Regions from separate parts of the Mus musculus genome. Here all the other regions are linked to region 1. Evidence: chromatin contacts called from public Hi-C, HiCAR-type and promoter capture Hi-C data. All regions are on one chromosome and are shown on one strand. Each heading gives the region's core, a stretch centred on a gene start, on an enhancer-like site or on the middle of the called end of the contact. The rest is flanking DNA. Distances are from core to core; before and after follow the strand shown. Region 1 holds the start of Aco2 (aconitase 2, mitochondrial). Region 2 holds the start of Pdxp (pyridoxal (pyridoxine, vitamin B6) phosphatase). Region 3 holds the start of Nol12 (nucleolar protein 12). Region 4 holds the start of Gcat (glycine C-acetyltransferase (2-amino-3-ketobutyrate-coenzyme A ligase)). Region 5 holds the start of Ddx17 (DEAD box helicase 17). Region 6 holds the start of Cby1 (chibby family member 1, beta catenin antagonist). Region 7 holds the start of Gtpbp1 (GTP binding protein 1).

Region 1 (2,738 bases), core at 124-2,623:
GTCTAAAGAATCAAAAGAACCAGAGATAATTTAGCTGCAAATCCCTTTCATTGGCCAAAAGTTAAATGATTTGTTCAGATAAATGAGTTTGATTTTGCAGTTTGATTTTAAGTAATTTGATAAAGAAAACTTCAAATGATAATGCCTCCTGGGAGTAAGGCACATAATTTTTAAAAATTATTAATTCTATGTTCCAAGTTGATCCAAAACAAATTCACAAAAGTAATCATGAAAGGTTGCCAGAAAATGTCTACAGTTATTTTATGGATTTCTTTTTATGAACAAAATACATTCTTTACAGTAAACATTATACGTTTCTAGGGCTGTAAGGTTAGTAGTGGGAAACCATCTGACAGGCATAGTCAATTTTCTAGACGTCTCATAACAGTCAAGGTCAAACTGTTCACTCTTCTCATCTTTCCACCTAGTATCTGGAAAGCAACTATCGGTGACTTCAAAATATTTGATTCTGTATTCTGACAAATACAAACGATCACACCCTGATTCAGAAAGTTCTGTGATATTAGCTGCCATGAACAACAAGAAGAGAGGGTCTGCAGGGTCACTGCTCAGGCTATGATCCTTTAGTGACACCATGAAAGCCACTACTTTGTCTATATCTTCCAGTTTTTCCACCTACCAAGTTGGGGGAAAAATTATCTCACATCTATGTCGTCAGATAAAACATCTGTAACATTAGTAAACAGCCTTGACATCTGCTGCAAAGGTGAGAAAGCACTCTTATCGTGACTATTTATTATGGTGGGGCCCAGAATAGTCCTTCTTGTGTCTATGACCCCGAGTCTCCTCAAAGGGTAGTAGTGGATATAGCTTCTGCAAACTCCATGCCCGGCAACCACGGATAAATGAGGCGACGAGTCTCTGCTACTGGTGGGAAGTGAAGGCTTCAAGCACCCGGCTTTAGAGGAACCCACAACCACCGCGCCCCCCAATCACCTTGTCATCACCTTGAGGAACAGAAAACCACCCTGGGGGAGCATGGATTCCACCCTCAGAAAAAAAGGAGTGCCTCCACCCTGGACCAGGCTGCCGCTGCTTAAACCCAAGCTTGCCGGCGGGCGGGGATGGGAACTGCGAACAGCCTGTGCCAGGGACGCCTTGACCTAGGACAACGCAGGAACCCACAAGGGCGCTGGGCCTGCAACCGCGACAGGTGCACGGAACGTCAGCCGCGAATCGAGCCCGCCTCGCCTGGCCTCGCCTACAGCCGCGGGCAAGGCAGGAGGCTCCCCGCCCCCGTAAACCCACGTCTCTGGGCTCGCTTACCTGCAGCCGGGTGACCAGGAGGCTGTAAGGCGCCATTTTGTGCACTGACAAAGATGAGGTCGCATGAAAGTGACGTGACAAATGGCGCCCTTAAAAAAGCATCGAAGGGGGCGGGGCTTACAGAGAGACGAGTCAACCGCGAGGGTGGGGCCTCCTCCCGCAGCCAAGAGTGCAGATAGCACAGTGGGCGGGGCTTACATGACGGAAACCCGGCGTGGAAAGCAAAGATGCGGGGAAACTGCCAACTCGGCGTTCGGCGCAACCTTGTCACCTTTGCCCTTGGGTGTGGAAGCTGGAGGGGAGGCAGGAGTTCAAGGTCATCCAGGAAAGAGAATATCCCCAAATCAACATACTTGGCGGAAGCATGCAAGAAGCCCTGGCGTCAATCCCCAACACAGAATGCAACATATGTAGAATTTTTACCCAAGAACAAACTTCAGTTTATGAGTTCAAATCTGGAAGTAAAGAGAATTTTATTCAAAAACCTTTGGTGCACCTGCAAGGACCTAGCGAGGAAACTCTCGCGAGATCTAGCCGGTTTTGGTGCCCCCCCCCACCCCCCGAGGCTAAAGGCTGACGGACAGCTTAATGGCCAATCACGGAGGAACGGAAGTAAGCACGCCGTAGGTTAAAGGTCGGGCGGAAGTTCCCTAAGCTTCCGGCCGCCGGCTTGGAAAAAGAGTTATGGCTAAACATCATCCAGATTTGATTTTCTGCCGCAAGCAGGCTGGTGTGGGTGAGTTGGGGACGTGCTCCCTTTTGGTTGAGTGGGATGGGATTAGAAAGTGGGGGACTAGGGACTTCAGCCTCCTCTTTAGGGCTCTGGTTTGCCGTGTCCACGTTTCGCGCCTTACGGTGCCTGGGTATTCTAGCAGCGCTCACCGGCTTGTGGCATCTTAGAAGAGGGCAGCAGCGCGCATCCGGGAGTCTAAGGCTGGCGGGATCCTCTGTGCCAGGTCTGGAGAAGCCGGTCTAGAATACTTTGAATTTTGGGGGGTTCCAGACATTTTTTTTATTTTTGACATGGCCTTTGGTGTAAAGCAAAATTTAGGGTCGTGGGCCGGGAACTCTTGTCTGTAATCCCAGCACCTGGGAGGCAGAAGGCTGGAAGATTGCTGCGAGTTCGAGCCTGGCTAGAGCTTAAAAGCTAACTCAAGCTACACAGTGGGATTCTATCACAAAAAAGTAGGGGGTGGGGGACAGTGGAGAGGGAGGAAAGGAGAATGTGACCACGATCCTGTACGGTTGACTGTAATCATTGCTACCTTCGCCATCCTCTATACTCAGTTTGACGAAAAACTTTGCTTGCTACCTCACAACCTTAATTTTAACGATGTTTTACTATCTTTGACCTTGCAGCTATCGGAAGACTGTGTGAAAAATGTAAGCCGAACACGCCCTCTCAGGCCTTGACACCTTTACTCTTTGAAGAGTCGTCAATTCCAGTGGAA
Region 2 (2,738 bases), core at 91-2,590, 3.0 Mb after region 1:
CATGCCAGAGGTCAGCGCTTCTGTTTAGGTACAGGCCTGAACAGCCTGGACTGCTCTTGGATGGGTGGATGGATGGATGGGGGGTCCCCAAAGGCCAAGTCAGGTTCCCCTGCTCTATGCTGTGTGTTCCCTGGCAGCTCACCTCCCTTAAGTACCAATTTCTTTAACTGTGAAATGGGCCAAAACTCTTATTTTTGAACTAATCTGGAAAGGAAATGAAGGCACCATTAAGGAGCTTCAGGAAGCTATTAATAAACTAGAGGGCTGGGTTCAAAAGCCTGGGGATAACCGACATGGTAAAGAACCCCACTGGAAACCAGGTTCCGAGGTTATGTAACTCACAGGGTTAACCAAACAGGGCCAGAACTGGAACTGAGGTCAAGCTCCACTACCTTCCAGTCTCCCCACTGGCCTAAGGTCAAGCTCCACTACCCCCTAGTTTCCCCACTACCCTGATTCTGGATGCGCGGATCCAGCTCTCCACCGGCATCATCCTTCCAGACCGCTTCGACAAACCCTCCTGCAAAGTGGGTGGGGCCAATGACAAAAGCCCAAGAGGCCGGTTCCAAATCTGTATCCCACCTGCAATTCCCTGAGCTACAGTGAGCCTAAGGTGGCTCGTGTGTCAAACTGGTCCTCGGCCACTATCCGACAGGCGGCAGCTGCAGGAATTCCGAAAAGCGCGTCAGGTCCCAGCACACATCCCCGCGCCCAGTCCCGTGCTCACCGGGGGTCCGGCTTCCGTCGCTGAGCGGGTGCCAAGGGTCGCGATCGGTGGCCACGAGCAGGCAGTCGGGGTCGCGCAGGTGCGCGCACGCCTCGGTCAACCTGGAGAAGGAAAACTGCTCGTCGTAGCCTACGAGCACGGCGCGCACGCGCGGGTCCTCGCCGGGGTCCCCCGCCAGGCGCAGCCCCGCGGCGCGCAGCTCAGCGCGCAGCCCCTCGCCTCCCAGCACGAACACTGCGCCCGATGCGTCGGGCGGCCCGGACAGCCGCTGGCGCAGGAGGCGCGCGGCACACAGCGCGGAGCTGAAGAGCTGCTCGGCGCGCAGCCCCGCGAAGCCCAGGCGGGCGAAGCGCAGCGCCAGCTCGGGCCGCGCGCGCCGGCTGTTGTTGCTCACGAACAGCGTGTTCTTGCCGGCCCGCGCCAGCCGCTGCAGCAGCTCAGGGGCGCCCGGCACGATGCGTTCGCCGTTCCACAGCACTCCGTCGCAGTCGAACAGGACTCCCTGCGCCTGGCCCAGCACGTCGCGCAGGGCCGCGCCGCGCAGCCGCTCGCAGCGCGCCATGCAGCCGGCTGGCCGCTCGCACGCGCGCGCTGCGCTCCCTCCGTGGACAAGGGGCAGCTTCACCAATTGGCGCGCAGAACGGGGAGGAGGCGGGGCTACGAACACAGGCTTCAGCCAATAGCGACTAGAATTTAGTCGAAGGTGCTGGCCGATCCCGAAGGAGCTCGGAGAAAGGGGCGGGACCGCGGGCGCCACTAGAAGGAGGCGACCAATGAAGAGACAGCCTGGTCTGCAGCGAATCGCCGTGCGCTTCCCAGCCAATTAAAAACGTAGGCCAGATGGTTGCTAGGAGAAAAACAGAGGCTGAGAGAGATGTTGTCTTCGGGCCACATCTTGTTGCCCTCGGAACCATTGAGGCTCATTAGAAACATGTGGATGTGATGGAGCCAGGGCTCCATCACCCGTGACTTCGCAAGCTGGCCTGGGCTCTTAGACCTGGTCAGTGATCCTTCTGGTCATCTGACTGTGCTGTGGAGTCTCCTGGGGAACTTGTTTTTTTTTTTTGTTGTTGTTGTTGTATAATTTCCGTTTAGTAAGATGTATACTTTATAGTTCGATGGCTTTAGATAAATGATTTTTAAAACACAGGTACAGGTCAGTGGAATGGTTCAGCAGATGATGGCAGTTTGCTGTCAAGGCTGAGGACCCGAGTTCCTTCTTCAGAAACCTCACGGTGGAGAGAACATACTCCTTCCAGTTGTTTTCTGACCTCCACACACACATCCACACAGATGAATGTTAAAACGTTCTAGCCGGGCGATGCGAACACATACATTTAATCCCAGCACTCAGAATCAGAGGTAGGAAGAGCTCTGATTTCCAAGCCAGCCTAGTCTACAGAGCAAGTACTAGGACCAAGGGTATTCAGAGAACCCTGTCTCAAAAAACAAAAAAACAAAACAAAAAAAAAACCCAATAAATAAATAAATAGATAATCAAACACATGGCTGTAAGACAGGAACCCAGAGATCTGATTTCATGTTTTATGTGTGTGGGGGCACTAGGCACTATTTTGATGGCCAGGCCCAATTGGTAACCCATTTTATTGATGGGGTGATCCCAACTGCCTAGGTCTCCATTTTGTAGACGGAAACCTTTTAATCTGTCAAGCCTTTGAATAACCAGTAATTCAAAGTATGGGGACCAGGGATGAACAGGGATCTGTACTGTCACAATATTTTGGTTCTAAGCAGAACTGTAGCTGTCTAACCCAGAGCAACTGAAGGGAAGAGACCGAAGAAAAACCGTGCCTTTGAGGCCCAACTATTTTCTGTTCTTTGTGCCTTTTGTAATGGGTTTCTTAGCCTAGAAGACCATAGACAGCATGCCCCTGCCTCCACTCGGTTACTAAATTGGGCTTCCAGATGCACTGACCCACTTCTGCCAGCCCACTCCCAAAAGACCCTCAGGTGTAGAGCTGAAAGGAGCGTTAGCCTGGGACTACACAGA
Region 3 (2,738 bases), core at 138-2,637, 2.9 Mb after region 1:
AAGAGACTAGGATACTCATCCAAGGTCACAGACAATGCAGTCACAAGTCATTCAATGACAAAGGTACCTTCGAGAAATGAGTTGTGAGTCCTTGCTGGACCATCAGAGTGTACTTACATAATAATCCTGGGTGGTATAACCTACCACACACCTATGCTGGAAGCTATAGTCTCAGTACGCGCTCCATCACTAACCAAACGTCACCTAGCTCACCTGGCCTTCCTGCCCCTTGCTAAGTACACAAAAGGCCAGGTGGTCAATACACAGAGCTGGTGGTCACTGTTCCCACACTGGCAAACTTTATTTCATAGGAGTCACTTCTAGTAAGGCTTTCTAATAATGCCTTCACCCAGACCCCAAAACTCTTTCACTGAACCAACCAACAACCAGTCCTCAAGGCCACCTGACTCCTGAACCCACCTGGGTCCTGTGTGGCGGGTCCTAGGAGTGCCCCCACCTTCCTGACTCGTGCTTCCTTCTTCCTGTCTAATCTCTGCTGTTCCTGAGTTTGCTGTATTGGAAGTTAATTACGCTTAGTACCTTATTCGAGCTAGGCAAATGGTCTAATAAATTAATTCGTTTATATTGTCTTGGAGACAGGGACAAATTGTCCAAATGCCCATACCGTTCTTGAACTTTCCCGCACAGGGTTTTACTTTGCAATCCTCCTGCCTCAGCATCCGGGATGGCTAGGATTATAGGTCTGCACTACCAGGCTTTGCAATTACGGTTTCCGTTGGTACACTACACCAGGGGTTTTAACTGTATTTTGCTACTGTTATGGATCGTAATGTAAATATTATCTCTTTTCCGATGGGTTTAAGGGGGTCGCGACCCACAGGTTGAGAGCCATCAGACCACAAGGTGCTATTTACGGTGACACTAAAAAGCAGTTCAGCCTCTGGTCTCAGGCTTGGCTGGCACGCAGTCTGGTGCGTGAATCAATGAACTAAACCTCTCTCATCCCATCGGCTCGTCCTTCGTCAACAACGACTGGGAGCCAGCTATGGGCTGTGACAATAGACGGCGCGGCACTCCGGTGGTCCAAGGCGCAGCGCTGAGAGCCGTAAACAGCGAGGGAGGAGCGGGCGACTCCATCCCCCGAGGTGGGGAAAGAGGAAGGCGAGCTCCAGCTACATCCAGGGGCGGGGCCGGAAGAACCCTCCGCGTGGGCGTGCGCGCCCTGTGCCTGGCGCGCTTCCCCCGGCAGCCCGACGGGAGTCTCTTTCCACCCTGCCACTCACCGCCGCTTCTCTTCATCAAAGTTGAGAACGAGCCGGGGCCGCCGGTCGTCTCCATCTCTTTTCTTCTTCTTCTTGTTGCGGCCCATTGCAGTGAAGCTTCCGGCAGCGTGGCCGCTTCTGACTTTAAAACACTTCCGGGTGTAGCAGTTTCAGATTTCCGGTAGGGCGCTCTTCGTGGCCTTGTTCCACAGTTCCGCAGATTTGGCTCCACCTTTTAAAGGAGCCTCCCGTCCTGCCTCAGCTTTGGTTCAGGTCTTCTGAACAATCCTCCCAGAATGGCTTCGGTGAGAACTAGGCTCCCCGATTCCATCATCTGACCTGCCTCGAACAAGCGCTCAATCTGGAGTTATTTATAAACCGCTAAGAATTACTGAACTTAATTGAATTCAGATGTCAACTCTTTCATGATTTCCTTGAGCGAGGGAAACTGCCTAGATGCAAACACTGGTATTCCTTTACAAAGTATGTGACTCAAAAGCAATTGCCCCCCTTTAAAAAAAAAAGATTAAATCATAAATTATGGGCTAGGGGAGGTGGCATACATCTTTATCCCAGTACCTGAGAGGCAGAGGCAGGTGGATCAAAGTCAGCCTAAGCTACACAGTGAGTTCCAGGACAACCAGAGCAGAGCTAGACAATAAAGAGACCCTGTCTATAAATAAATAAGTAAGATTAAAAAAATACTGTGCCTAAGTGAGTTTAGGTCTACTGTATGAGGACCTACAAGGCCAGAAGACGGTATGAAATCCCCTGCAACTAGAGTTACAGATGGGGGCTGGTGAGATGGCTCAGCAGGTAAGAGCACCCGACTGCTTCCGAAGGTCCTGAGTTCAAATCCCAGCAACCACATGGTGGCTTACAACCATCCCTAATGAGATCTGACTCCCTCTTCTGGTGTGTCTGAAGACAGCTACAGTGACTTACATATAATAAATAAATAAATCTTAGAGTTACAGATGGTGTGTGAGTCATGTGGGTACTGAGAATCAAACCTTGGTCCTCTATAAGACAAGTAGGCACTGTTAACCATTGGAGTCATCTCTCCAGCCCCCAAATTGCCTTTTTCTTTGTGTCTCACTTTCCTATTTATAAAATAGAGATCATTGTAGTGACTTTGTAAGGCTGTAAAGAGGTGGCCCTGGAACTCTGGCATGCACTTAAAGGCTTGCTGAAATCCAAATTGAGGGTTCAGGGTTCAACACACTTGGCAGGGCCCCAGAATGTCCATTTCTAGAACATTCTCTGGTGACCCTGAATATTGCTCCTGCGTGCAGCAAACTGAGAGCCGTGACTGTGGTGGGACAAGTGTGTCGGGTCAGAAGTGCATAACACAATATTCTCCCAGACTCAGTTGGTGCAGAGGGAAATCTCTGAGTTCGAGGCCAGCCTGGTCTACAGAGTAAGTTCCACGACAGCCAGGGCTACACAGAGAAATCCTGTCTCAAAAAACCAAAGCCAAACGGGGTGGGGGGAGAGCAGGGATTGTGCCAGTGA
Region 4 (2,738 bases), core at 164-2,663, 2.8 Mb after region 1:
GAGCTGGGTAAGCGCTCTGCCACTGAGCCACATCCCCAACCTACTGATTATATATCTCTCTGAAATCACTCCGGGAGAGCTGTTTGGTCCGGCTGAAGGTATTGTTAGAAGACAAGAGGTTCATTTTATGGTTCTCTTTAGGGAAAGACAGGTACAGGCATGAGAACTTCTGCAGCCTTAGTCCCCTTACTTGCTTAAGACTTTAGCCTCATGGCTGGTGAGATGGCTCAGTGGGTAAGAGCACCCGACTGCTCTTCCGAAGGTCCAGAGTTCAAATCCCAGCAACCACATGGTGGCTCACAACCATCTGTAACAAAATCTGACTCCCTCTTCTGGAGTGTCTGAAGACAGCTACAGTGTATTTACATATAATAATAAATAAATCTTAAAAAAAAAAAGACTTTAGCCTCTTGGGAGGAAGCTGGTCTTCCACTCCAATATCCTGGGACACTGGAGCTGACCAGTGAAGGGTCTGGGGAAATCTACTTGTATTTCACCTTCTTCCTTTCTTATTTATTTATGTTTTTTGAGACAGGGTTTCTCTGTATAGACCTGAATGCTGGGATAACAGCATATTTCCTTTCCCTAAAAATTGGTCTCTCAAACCAGGCTTGGTGCTGTATGTCTTTGATCTCAGCAATTTGGATGCTGAGATCAATTTGGAGGCTGAGGCTAGCCTGGTCTACAGAGCAGGTTCCAGGACAGCCAGGACTACACAGAGAAACCCTGTCTCAAAAAACCAAGGGGGGGGGGGGGAATGGTCCCTCTTGCATACAGATGCCATCATGAGTAAAGGTGCAGCAACTGGAGCCCTTCACACACATCTGCTCAAGGAAAGTTTTGTTCCAGTCACTCCTCCTGGAAACTAGGTGTAGGGAGCTGAGGCAGCTGGATATCGCTCTCTTTTTCTCATAGGGTGGGGTCTCAGTGCAGCCTAGCTCTCTCACCCAAAAGGTGCTGACGGATTAAAATCACCTCCCTCCTTTGAAACAGGTTTAAACAGGTGGAGTTAACACAAGGAGGCCATAGTGTGCCCCAGACAGACCAGCAGCTAAGAGTGCACGTGCCTCTCCCACACCCACCCTAGGGCCTCCATTCACATGCAAGCCTTGGAAGGGCTCTTGGCCTCCTGACCAGGTACGAGGACTCTCAGGAGGGGAAGTTACCTCCCGAGATGCCGTCCACGCGGATGCTCGGTCCCTGGCGGGACGTGATCACACGCTCACTCTTCCAGGTGCCGGCTCCGCGGATCCCTTCCAGTTCGCTGTCCAGGATGCAGCGCAACTGAGCCAGCGCTGAATGTGCGCGGCGGCCAGGGGACAGCGCCCCGTGCCACATGAAGCTGGCCCACATCGCGCCCACAGGCTAAAGTGCGCTGGCCAGCCTGAAGTCTAGTGCTCCCCGTCACGTGACGTGGGCAGGGCCCCGGCAGCAAATCAGAACAACAGGAGCTCACTTTAAAAGGATGGGAGACTCCACCCGCGGGCGGAGCCTGACAGCGTCGGCCCGCCAAGAAAGGATTGATTTGTAAGTCGACACCCGGGAGGTCCGCGATGGGGAAGCTGAGTAGGCGGAGAAAGCGACTTCAACGCCTCTCCTCCCGAGACCTTGCCTACACACCTACCTCTCCCGAAGACCCACCTACGTGCCCAGCTGACCCTCCTGTTGGAGCGTCCCTGTCACTCCAAAGCTTTGCTATTCTCTGGCGCGAACGTGGCGTCCCCACATTGCCCGTCAGATCGCTCCTCTCTCCTCCAGTTAAAGAAAAACGCACCACTCAGATTTTTTCCTTTCCAGTTTTATTTTAAAGTTTTAAAATTACAACCACAGTAATTTCTCCCGGGCACTAGTTACACTTGTTTAAAAAGGGGTGGGGTAGGGTGCGCGAGTTTCTAATTTTATTAAAATAAGAGAAAGACAACTGTACAGATTTTTTTCTCCCAGCTCCCGAAGTGAGACTAAGTCCTAGTCTTAGATATGGATATATACATATACACACATGCACACAATCCTGCCTCTCTAAAGCTACCTAGCAAATTCGAATCAACTGGAGTATGTCTTACAGTCCACTCCCTGCCTCTCCCCCTCCTCCGCTACTTAGAAAAAAAACTCAAAGAGTAAAAGAGGTTGGAGGGTTTTAAGTGGCAGCTGGTAGACCTGAAGCGGCACCAAGCAAAGCCACATCTTACACAGGAAAGGGAAGAAAGGAAACGTACAAAGTCCTGCTAGGACGCAATCCATCAATCGTGTGGAAAAAACCCAAGTTTCCATAGGCACACTGAGGCACTTGGCTGATTACCCACCCCTCCCCCTAAGTCCACTCGCATTTAACCAGAGACTACTGAAAAAGACCCCTCCTTCCCAATGGCTAGATCCTGGTTGTGAGAAGCTATGGCTTCTCTAACCAGCTGTCACTTGGACCCCTTTGCCCCTTTAGACAATGGGGAGGCACTAGGGCAGAAGAGAAAAAGCAACCAGGTCTCCAACTTACCACCGTTGGTAGGGCAGCCCCAGGGAATTTTCCCTCCCTCCTTGGCCAGCTAGGTGGGGTGTCACCTGCTCCCCATCAAAGGTTTTGAAAAGCTCACGAGGGACAAGCAGTCTAAGAAAGTCTTGGAAGACAAACCTTAGTTCCTGGGTCCCCTCACCTAGCCAGAACTTTGCCAGTTCCTTCATAGTAAACAAACCACCGACTGAAACACACATCCTCCCCCCTCCCATCCCTAACCCCGTAAGAA
Region 5 (2,738 bases), core at 155-2,654, 2.3 Mb after region 1:
GTCATTTGATAGATGGGGGATGCCTTCTGAGAGCACCCGATGTCATCCCGTTTCCTCAACTTGTCTCTAGCCCCTTTCTTGTTTTTGTTTCTTTGGTGTTTGTTGGTTGGTTTTTGAGAGAGGGTTTCTTTGTGTCACCCTGGCTATTCTGGAACTCACTTGGTAGACCAAGCTGGCGTTTAACTCAAGAGATTCACCCACGAGTGCTGGAATTAAAGTATGGCCTTCCCTTTAGTGTTTTTTTGCTGTTGTTCTTGGAGGTGCTGGGTGTTGAATCCAGGGCTTCAGTCACGGTCAGCAAGCACTGTTCCACAGCCTCAACACCATTTTCTTTTCCAAGTCAGCAAAAGTCTAACATACACATTTGTCATCTGTCTCCTCTCCGTCTCTAGAGAATAAAGCTCTGTGCCAAGGAACGTGTTGGATCCCCAGTGTCCCAGCAACTAGCACAATGCCTGGCTCTCCATGGCCGAAGTGACAAATGAACCGTTTCTCAAGACGCCTCTTTACTCTCCTGGCTTTCCTAACCTAAGCAACACTCAGGACATGAGACAAGACTAAGCCTCCAGTCTGCCGGCCTCCATTCTCCGCGGCGGTAGAAATGAGCCTAGAGGTCTCAAGGAACCCAGCAGTTCCACAATTTAGTAAAGCAACTATGTCCAAGTTTGTGTGGCTTGGCAGTGCGCAGGGATGGCGAGCCAAAGAAAGCAATCTAGGAGTTGGGTGGCACCGGCGGCCTAGCCCAGCCTGCCCTCCCCGGATAGGGTTTGCAAATCCTAGCCTGTCAAACCCACCGCTTCTGCAGTGGGGCACCCGGGTAAGGCACCCATTTTCATGGTGGCTAAGGTCCAAGGCGCCCACCTCAGAAAGGACTCTGGGAAGGTGTGGCCTCTGCGTCAACTACGGCCAGAGGAAAAGGTGCCAACCCTTTGTTCGGAAAATAGCACCTCAGTAAGAAACGCGGGAAACACAGGGTGTCTTTTGGCCCAGCCAGGCTGTTGGCCGCTGAAAGAGAGCGACACGACGCATCCAACATGGCTGCGGCGCCAGCGCGGCGAAAAGCGACGGGAAAGAAATGGCGCCGGGCTGTGTGGCCAGCTTGGGGCACACGGCGTTGGGACGTTGGAACCAAGAAAGCGGCCTCAAGACTCTCTGGGTTCTACTGCCCAGAGACCCGGAAGTCTGACTAAGGCTACGTGGAGTGCTACCATTATGTCTGCACAAGGCCGGCCTCAAGCGCCGGGTTGAGCTCGGAATGCCGGGAAAAGTCCATTCTCGAAACAGAATGCGCTACGAAGACTGCGCTGACCCGCAATAGTGGGCGGGCCAACGACGCCAACACTGTGACGTCGTGCCGACGGCTCGCCCCACCCCCAGCCAACGTTCTAGAGCTGGCGGTGCGAGAACCCTACGCCGGTTGCGCACATTGCCTTGTTTAAGGTGGGCCGACCAGGGCCCCCATCTCCGTCACCGACGTAAAGCGGTTCCGAGAATGTCCGTGGCGTCGCGCGGAGCCCTCCAGACGCTGTTTACGTAGCGTCTGGGCCGTGCGTAGCGTTAAGTTGGAGCGGTCTCCGCGGCCGCCGCCATTTTGTGCAGTTGCTGGGAAGGAAGGGAGACGCCTCAACCGTGGCACCGCCCGGTTTGAGCGGGACCAGACCTCCCGACTGTCCTAACAACCCCGATTCTCTGAGTTGTGCTCCCGTCTCCGACGAGAGAGGCGGCGACGGTGGCGTCTGCGACGGGAGACAGCGCGTCGGAGCGAGACAGCGCCGCGCCTGCCGCCGCCCCAACAGCGGAGGCGCCGCCGCCGCCATCGGTCATCACTAGACCCGAGCCGCAGGCCCTCCCGAGCTCGGTCATCCGTGCCCCGCTCCCAGATCTTTATCCGTTTGGGACCATGCGTGGAGGCGGCTTTGGGGATCGGGATCGTGACAGGGACCGTGGAGGGTAAGGGGGAGGTGCGGGCGGGGGGCGGGGTGGCCCGCAGAGCCCTGAGGCTCGCGCCGTACAATGGCGGCGGCGCGCAGGCCTCAGGCTTGGGCGGACGTCTCTGCGGACCGCGATCCTGGCTCGGAAGTGGCAGGCCAGCCTTGTCGCCTCTCTTGGCCCGCTCGCTGATCATTTGATCCCTGCAGGCCGGCCGCAGTGTCTGTCTGGGGGAGGATCCGGATGCTCAAGTTTTAATCTAGGAAAAGCTGCTTGAGATCGTTTCTTTTCCGCTATGTTAGCCATCCCTGTTAGAGAGGGACTGGAGTCGAAAAGGCCTTTTTTTGGTTTTAAACTAGGTTTTACTCCCTTTCTGTTATATTTTTGGTTAAGTGGAATCAGATTGGAATGGGAAGTGCTGGAGTTGCTTTCCAAAAGATCCAAATTGCGGGTGACTTTTTTTTTTTTTTTTTGAAACTAACAAAGCCTGTTGAAATCAAGAGAACTCCTTGAGGTGGCACACCCTGCACTAGAGACTGAGTCAGGCTTGGAGTTCAAAGCTAGCCTGGGCTACACAGATCAGAACAAGAGAACAGTTAGCAGAGTTCAAAGTGAGGGCAGTGGTAGAAAGAAAAAAAAATCAGAATAAGCCTTGTAAAGGAATCGTAATTGTAGAAGCTTTATTCTGTCCTAGGTCATTATTCAAGATCCAAGCAGTTTGGGATTATAAGCAAGCCCAGTGGAAATAACACATAGGAGCCACATTATTATCCTTATTAGACTTAGCCTTAAAATCTCCTAAAGATTGG
Region 6 (2,738 bases), core at 67-2,566, 2.2 Mb after region 1:
CATTCCCTTTAGATGGGGTCTCTCACTGAACCTGGAGCTAGACTGGCGGCCAGCGAGCACAAGCAATCCTGTCTCCGCCACCAACAGTGTTAGCATTGCAGGGGTCCGAGCTTGTAGCAGGCTTTTTTTTTTTTTTTTTTTTTGGTTTTTCGAGATAGGGTTTCTCTGTGTAGCCCTGGCTGTCCTGGAACTTCACTTTGTAGACCAGGCTGGCCTCGAACTCAGAAATCCGCCTGCCTCTGCCTCCCGAGTGCTGGGATTAAAGGCGTGTGCCACCACGCGCCGGCTTGTGGTAGGCTTTTAACTGAGATGTTGGGGACTTGAATCCATGGTCTCACACTTGAGCAGCAAGTACCCACATTCACTGAGCCTTTTCTCTAGTCCCCTTCACAGATTTTTTTTTTTAAACACACACACATACACACACCGTTCAAGGTATCCTAGGGTTCTTTAGGGAAGCTCTCTCATAGAAGACTATGGGCCAAGAAAATTAAAGGTTTGCACTTGGTTCCCAACCAACCCTGTTGCTCACCCTCTGGGGAGTCCAACGTTTTATCATCCCCCAAGGGCCTCAAAGGCTTTGTTTGCTGTTGTTTTTAATGTGTCTGAGTGTTTTGCCTGGGATACCATGGTCGTGCCTTGTGTCTGCAGATTCTACAACTAGAGTTACTGGCGTTTGTGAGCTGGGAATCGAATCCCAGTTCTCTGCAACAGCAACCAGTTCTCTGAGACTCTGATCCATTTCTCCGGCCAGTGACGTCCCTTATTTATAATCACGAATGATAACAGCCTGCAGCTCGTAGGTTAAGAGTGCTTTCATGTTTACAAACTGTTGGGACATTTGATGCTCACCATGACCCTGAGAAGTAGATCAAATTGTCCCCCTTTACAGGGAAATGCACTTACTGTGCGAAGCTTTAGTTTGCATCAGGCTATAAAATACATTCTCTTCATTCTGACAAAAAATAAAGGAAGGAAGCATCTTTGGTTTTCACTGGATTCTCAAAGGGAAAGGTGTCTCGAAAAAGTTAAGAGCCAGCCAGTCTCACGGGTCACAAAACCCAAAGAGTTCTGTACGGGTTAGGAGAAGACCTTCAAAGGATGGGGTCAAAACACCATCTCCGAGTCTCCGTCGCAAGAGGTGCCCGCGGAGCATGCCACGGTCCAGCCTGCCCGCTTCTCCAGGGGTACCCGGGCATCCCACCCACCACTACTGGCACGGATATCCGCCCGCCGCTCCCAGAGGTACCTGTCTGCGAAGCCGGAATCCCGAGCTAGCCTGCAGCTTTCTGCAAGGATCTGCCCAGGCCGCGTCAACCGCCGCGACCGCGATTGGCCGGCGCCGGGCAACCATCGTGCGCATGCGCAGCCTCTCTGGCTTCTACCACTGAGAATGCAGAGGGAGCCAGCTCCGAGACGAGCCTCCGCGAAGCAGCGGAGCCCCTGCGGACTCTCTAAGGTTCACGAATAGAAGAAAGCCTTGGGCACGACTTCTGGAGATACACACATGCCTTGGGCACGACTTCTGGAGATACACACATGCCTTGTGGCATAGGCTGGGAGAGGCATGACCCCCTAAATACGTTGGTCTGGTCCCCGGGTCAGCGCCGCCGTCGTCATAGTAATCGTTTTCCTTGGCAACAAAGCAGGCCGAAAGCTGCTTTGTTGTGTTAAAAATGTTAAGTGGTGACCCAGGCTGGACTCACAGTAGCAAAATGGACCGACCTGCAGCTCCCCCGCCCCGGCCACAAAGCAAACCGCGCCCCTTGGGCCGCGGATGCTGGCGGACATCCGGAGCTTGGTCCGGTCACTGGAGGGGCTGGTGGCGGAACCCGCCCTGACGCTTCTGCCGAAGCTTTCAGGTAAGACAGACGGACAGATATGACGACTCCCTGCCAGTAGCAAACTGGCTCCTGCCAGTCTTGCCTCCTCCACACTCCCACAAGCAAGGGAAACTGAGGTCCAGGGAAGGTTGCCCAGTGTACAAGGGGTAGAGAACTGGAGAGTCAGCTCCAGGATTCCTCAAGTCCTAAGGACATTGTAGCTCGGTTTGGTAAATGAAGAAATGGCCATCCAGGAGGCGTTTCTTGGCTGCCTAGTGGGTGTACGAGGTCATCCCACCATAAAGGACAGGACCCAGCTCCAAGCAGTCTTCCTCCACCTTTGCCACACAGCGTTCGAAGAGAGAATTCCACATCAAAATCAACCATATCTAGTGTAGCAACCGCTACAGAAACATAAAGCAGAACACATTTGAAAGTTGCGATCATTCTAGAAGTTTTTTTGTTTGTTTGTTTGTTTGTATGTTTGTTTGTTTGCTTGTTTGTTTTTTTCGAGACAGGGTTTCTCTGTGTAGCCCTGGCTGTCCTGGAACTCAGTCTGTTGACCAGGCTGGCCTCAAACTCAGAAATCCGCCTGCCTCCCAAGTGCTGGGATTAAAGGCGTCCGCCACCACCGCCAGGCTCTAGAAGCTTTTTGATATTAAACCTTGTGCGCCCTCTACCGGTGCTATCCCCGAAGCACCTTTCGTATTTTGAGATAAAGTCTCCCTGGGTACTCCTTATCTCATCCTCCTGCCTCAGCCTCTCAGTGCTGGAATTACAGACACACACCCAGCCTGCCTTCAACCCCTACCCTTTTGCTTTGTTTGTTTTTTTTTTTTTAAGATTTATTTATTTATTTATTATATGTAAGTACACTGTAGCTGTCCTCAGACACTCCAGAAGAGGGAGTCAGAT
Region 7 (2,738 bases), core at 162-2,661, 2.2 Mb after region 1:
TTAATTTGCGAGACAGGGCTTCTCTGTGTAGCCCTGGCTGTCCTGGAACTCACTCTGTAGACCAGGCTGGCCTCGAACTCAGAAATCCACCTGCCTCTGCCTCCCAAGTGCTGGGATTAAAGGCACGCACCACCACTGCCCAGCTCTCTTCTAATTTTTGCAACACATCTGCATTTTCTTGATGAGATGCTGGAGAAGTGAGAGGTTAAGAAAGTTTCCTAAGGTCACAGACCCTTTTAATGGCAACAGTTGGAAGGGAAGCCCAGTCCCTCCCTTGGCATCAGTTTCTTTAGTGATGTTTGACACTTTCTAAACACCAGTAACATCTTATAGTTACTTTCTTATTTTCCACAATGCCAAGTAAGTGGTGAGATCTTCATTTCTGCCTACCTTCTCAACACCGCAGAAGATGCTACTTAAAGATGCCCTTCCATATTGCATGAATACAAGAGGTGGCTCCACTCGTAAGTGGCAAGGCTGAGGGTCATGCCTATTTTTTTTTTTAATTATAACAAGGCAGGGTGTGGGAAGGCGACGAGTGCCACGGTGTACGAATCAGTTCTCTCCTTCACTAGGTGAGTCCTGGGGATCGAACTGAGGTTGTCAAACTTAGGAGGCAAGCCCCTTTACCTGCTGAGCCATCTTGTCGGTCCCATCTTTTTATTTTATTTGGGTGGACACGGAAAGAGGACGCTCCTCGGACATCATTCTCGCCGACTGAGCAACTACTTTCTGTTTACTTTCCAGAGACCAGGAAGAGAAACGGCTGCCACCCCTTAGACTGGCTACCTGTCTTCGTGAGTATCCCGCCCCCTGCCCAAGCCACCTTGACACTTGGTCCTCCGGGATGCTCCTAGAAGAGGAAGACCCTGCGTCTCAGGGACCCCCCTCCTGGGGAGGGCGGGCTGATCCACACGGGGACAGGGACACAGGGCGCGCGGCCCGAGTCGGGAACCCCGTTCCACGTGGCGGAGCCAAGTGGCAGCGATCGAGGCGGGAGCGGGAAGCGCGGGAGGCCGGGTGGACGCTGCCCGGTGCGGAGAGTGGGCCCGGGCCCGGCAGGTTCGGGAGAGCGGCAGGTGGGCGGGCTGCATCCCTTCAGCGCTCCCGTGAGCCGTGCCACTGGACAGCCGGCTGCCCGCCGTCGCCTCGGAGACCGTCCGGCCCCTCCGCGTACCCCTGGCCCCGCCGCCGCCTCCCGGGCCTACCTTGCTGGTGAGGTCCAGCTCCGGCTCGCCGTTGAGCGCCTCGCCGTCCTCGCTGCAGTCAGAATCGAAGCCGCCATGGAGTCGGGCCGCGGCCGCGGCGGCCCGAGCCGCCCCCGGAGAGCTAGGCTCGGGGGCGAACATCGAGGCCGGCACCGGCGAGTCGACCGGGGAGCGACTCCGCTCCGCCGCCATCTTTAAGAACTTAAGCTAATTCGCAGCCGGCCGCCCGCCCTCCCTCCCTGGCTCATTTAACTAATTTATGCTCGGCCCCGCCCCTTCTTGTTAGAATAATTTATGCGCGGCTTCCCCGCCTCCCGAGACTGTCACGTATCTCTAGCGGAGACACAGAAGACCCAGTCTCTCATTTACCAATCGTCGCAGCTCTCTCAAATACTTTAATGAATAATTAATGAGACCAAAACCCTAACAACAAACGTCGTAGTGGTCGGGAGCCTTGGTCCCACCTCTAGTGGGGCCAACACAGCGTGCACGCTACCTGCCTGGATCCTTCCCGCCAACGGGAGCGAAGCAGAGGTTTGACTGACTTGACAACAATCCAATGAAAAGAGGCATCCATTCTTTACTCCCCACCTCACTTTCCAGAGGCGGGGCCAGCCTCCAAATCATACTGCAAAACAGTCCCGCCTGGAGCCTCTCAAAATGATGGACAAGGGCGGGACCCAATCTTGTCCTCCCTAAGTCCCGCGCGTCTGGCCGCCGCATACCCAGATAGTAAACTGTGAAATGAGCCTGGCACTCCGAATGATTGAAGGCAGTTGCTGCAACACTGTGTCCGGCGTGCTGGCATGCGCAAGGCAATTTTTATAGTAGAATCGATGCTATGTATTCCAGGAGTGGTAATATTACAGCCGCCAGACCAAGACAATTAATTAAATGCTGACCTCAGGGAGTTCCATTCATGACTCCTCGGAGAGCAACTGAGTGAACAGAAAGATGTTGACAGCCCAAACTCTAGCGTAAATCCCCTCACGTTTTTGGTGAACAGCTGAGCCACAGGTCTAGGATCTGTCAAGGTAGTTTCTTGTGGCTTATTTTTCAGTTGCCACTTGTGGAAAGTCCCAGTCCAAAAAAAAAAAAAAAAACCCGCCGTTCGTGTACCTGAAATTCCCGTTTCAAATGTCTGAAAAATTTAGACTATTAGGTGAGTTCTGTTTTTTACCAAGATCTAATTATGCTGGCTGGACCTGGCCACTCCTCCTGGTAATAGATTAAAAAAAAGAGCAGCCGCCTGAGGAAGTACGAGAAATTTAGGGATTGGACCACAGGATGTATATAGTAAGTAAGGAAAAGGGTACAATATAGCCGTCACCTAATTCGGGGAGAGTCTTGTCCTCATTTTTAACGTACTACCAAGTCTGTGAGCAGATGCTGCTGGAAACCTGACCTTAATGGTTTTTTACTGAGATTTGTTTTTATTTTGTATGAATGGTGTGTGTGTGTGTGTGTGTGTGTGTGTGTGTGTGTGTATGTCTGTGTGCCACCTTTGTGCAGGGCCTGTAGAGTCTAAAT

The links. Promoter capture Hi-C pulls out the DNA fragments that hold promoters and counts their contacts. Hi-C and Micro-C count contacts between places; a contact is called where the count stands out from the background. HiCAR-type assays count read pairs that join an accessible place to other places.
Region 2: a promoter capture Hi-C map of pre-B cells shows a contact between it and region 1, with 4 times the contacts expected there. The contact joins the promoter of Pdxp here to the promoter of Aco2 in region 1. A contact is called at or near these places in 1 of 39 promoter capture datasets (pre-B cells) and 1 of 115 datasets of contacts at active chromatin or transcription factors (astrocytes).
Region 3: a contact with region 1 is called in a promoter capture Hi-C map of pre-B cells, with 2.5 times the contacts expected there. The contact joins the promoter of Nol12 here to the promoter of Aco2 in region 1.
Region 4: a HiCAR-type map of kidney shows a contact between it and region 1, with 7 times the contacts expected there. The contact joins the promoter of Gcat here to the promoter of Aco2 in region 1. A contact is called at or near these places in 2 of 115 datasets of contacts at active chromatin or transcription factors (astrocytes and kidney).
Region 5: a contact with region 1 is called in a promoter capture Hi-C map of pre-B cells, with 3 times the contacts expected there. The contact joins the promoter of Ddx17 here to the promoter of Aco2 in region 1. A contact is called at or near these places in 2 of 39 promoter capture datasets (cranial neural crest and pre-B cells) and 1 of 484 Hi-C or Micro-C datasets (CD4 T cells).
Region 6: a contact with region 1 is called in a promoter capture Hi-C map of pre-B cells, with 2.6 times the contacts expected there. The contact joins the promoter of Cby1 here to the promoter of Aco2 in region 1. A contact is called at or near these places in 4 of 39 promoter capture datasets (the 3T3-L1 cell line, cranial neural crest, hippocampal neurons and 1 more) and 1 of 9 other capture datasets (adipose tissue).
Region 7: a contact with region 1 is called in a Hi-C map of B cells, with 6 read pairs. The contact joins the promoter of Gtpbp1 here to the promoter of Aco2 in region 1. A contact is called at or near these places in 1 of 39 promoter capture datasets (pre-B cells), 1 of 484 Hi-C or Micro-C datasets (B cells) and 1 of 115 datasets of contacts at active chromatin or transcription factors (astrocytes).

What each region holds. Positions count from the first base shown.
Region 1 is chr15:81,871,098-81,873,835 of GRCm38.p6, reverse strand. Aco2 (aconitase 2, mitochondrial) reads right to left here and starts at 1,373. Exons shown (of 18, transcript NM_080633.2): 1 at 1,288-1,373. The coding sequence starts at 1,323. Phf5a (PHD finger protein 5A) reads left to right here and starts at 1,944. Exons shown (of 4, transcript NM_026737.3): 1 at 1,944-2,023; 2 at 2,647-2,670. The coding sequence starts at 1,972.
Region 2 is chr15:78,912,521-78,915,258 of GRCm38.p6, reverse strand. Pdxp (pyridoxal (pyridoxine, vitamin B6) phosphatase) reads right to left here and starts at 1,340. Exons shown (of 2, transcript NM_020271.3): 1 at 728-1,340. The coding sequence starts at 1,289. All of the region lies in intron 5 of Gm30368 (a long non-coding RNA gene), which reads left to right.
Region 3 is chr15:78,933,582-78,936,319 of GRCm38.p6, reverse strand. It overlaps Nol12 (nucleolar protein 12), which reads right to left and starts at 1,387. Exons shown (of 6, transcript NM_133800.3): 1 at 1,245-1,387. The coding sequence starts at 1,330.
Region 4 is chr15:79,029,549-79,032,286 of GRCm38.p6, reverse strand. It overlaps Gcat (glycine C-acetyltransferase (2-amino-3-ketobutyrate-coenzyme A ligase)), which reads right to left and starts at 1,413. Exons shown (of 9, transcript NM_013847.4): 1 at 1,167-1,413. The coding sequence starts at 1,353. H1f0 (H1.0 linker histone) reads right to left here. Exons shown (of 1, transcript NM_008197.3): 1 at 1,783-2,738.
Region 5 is chr15:79,545,407-79,548,144 of GRCm38.p6, reverse strand. It overlaps Ddx17 (DEAD box helicase 17), which reads left to right and starts at 1,404. Exons shown (of 13, transcript NM_001040187.1): 1 at 1,404-1,950. The coding sequence starts at 1,901.
Region 6 is chr15:79,657,805-79,660,542 of GRCm38.p6, reverse strand. Cby1 (chibby family member 1, beta catenin antagonist) reads right to left here and starts at 1,316. Exons shown (of 5, transcript NM_028634.3): 1 at 1,250-1,316. Fam227a (family with sequence similarity 227, member A) reads left to right here and starts at 1,587. Exons shown (of 18, transcript NM_029407.1): 1 at 1,587-1,862.
Region 7 is chr15:79,689,569-79,692,306 of GRCm38.p6, reverse strand. Gtpbp1 (GTP binding protein 1) reads right to left here and starts at 1,411. Exons shown (of 12, transcript NM_013818.2): 1 at 1,209-1,411. The coding sequence starts at 1,400.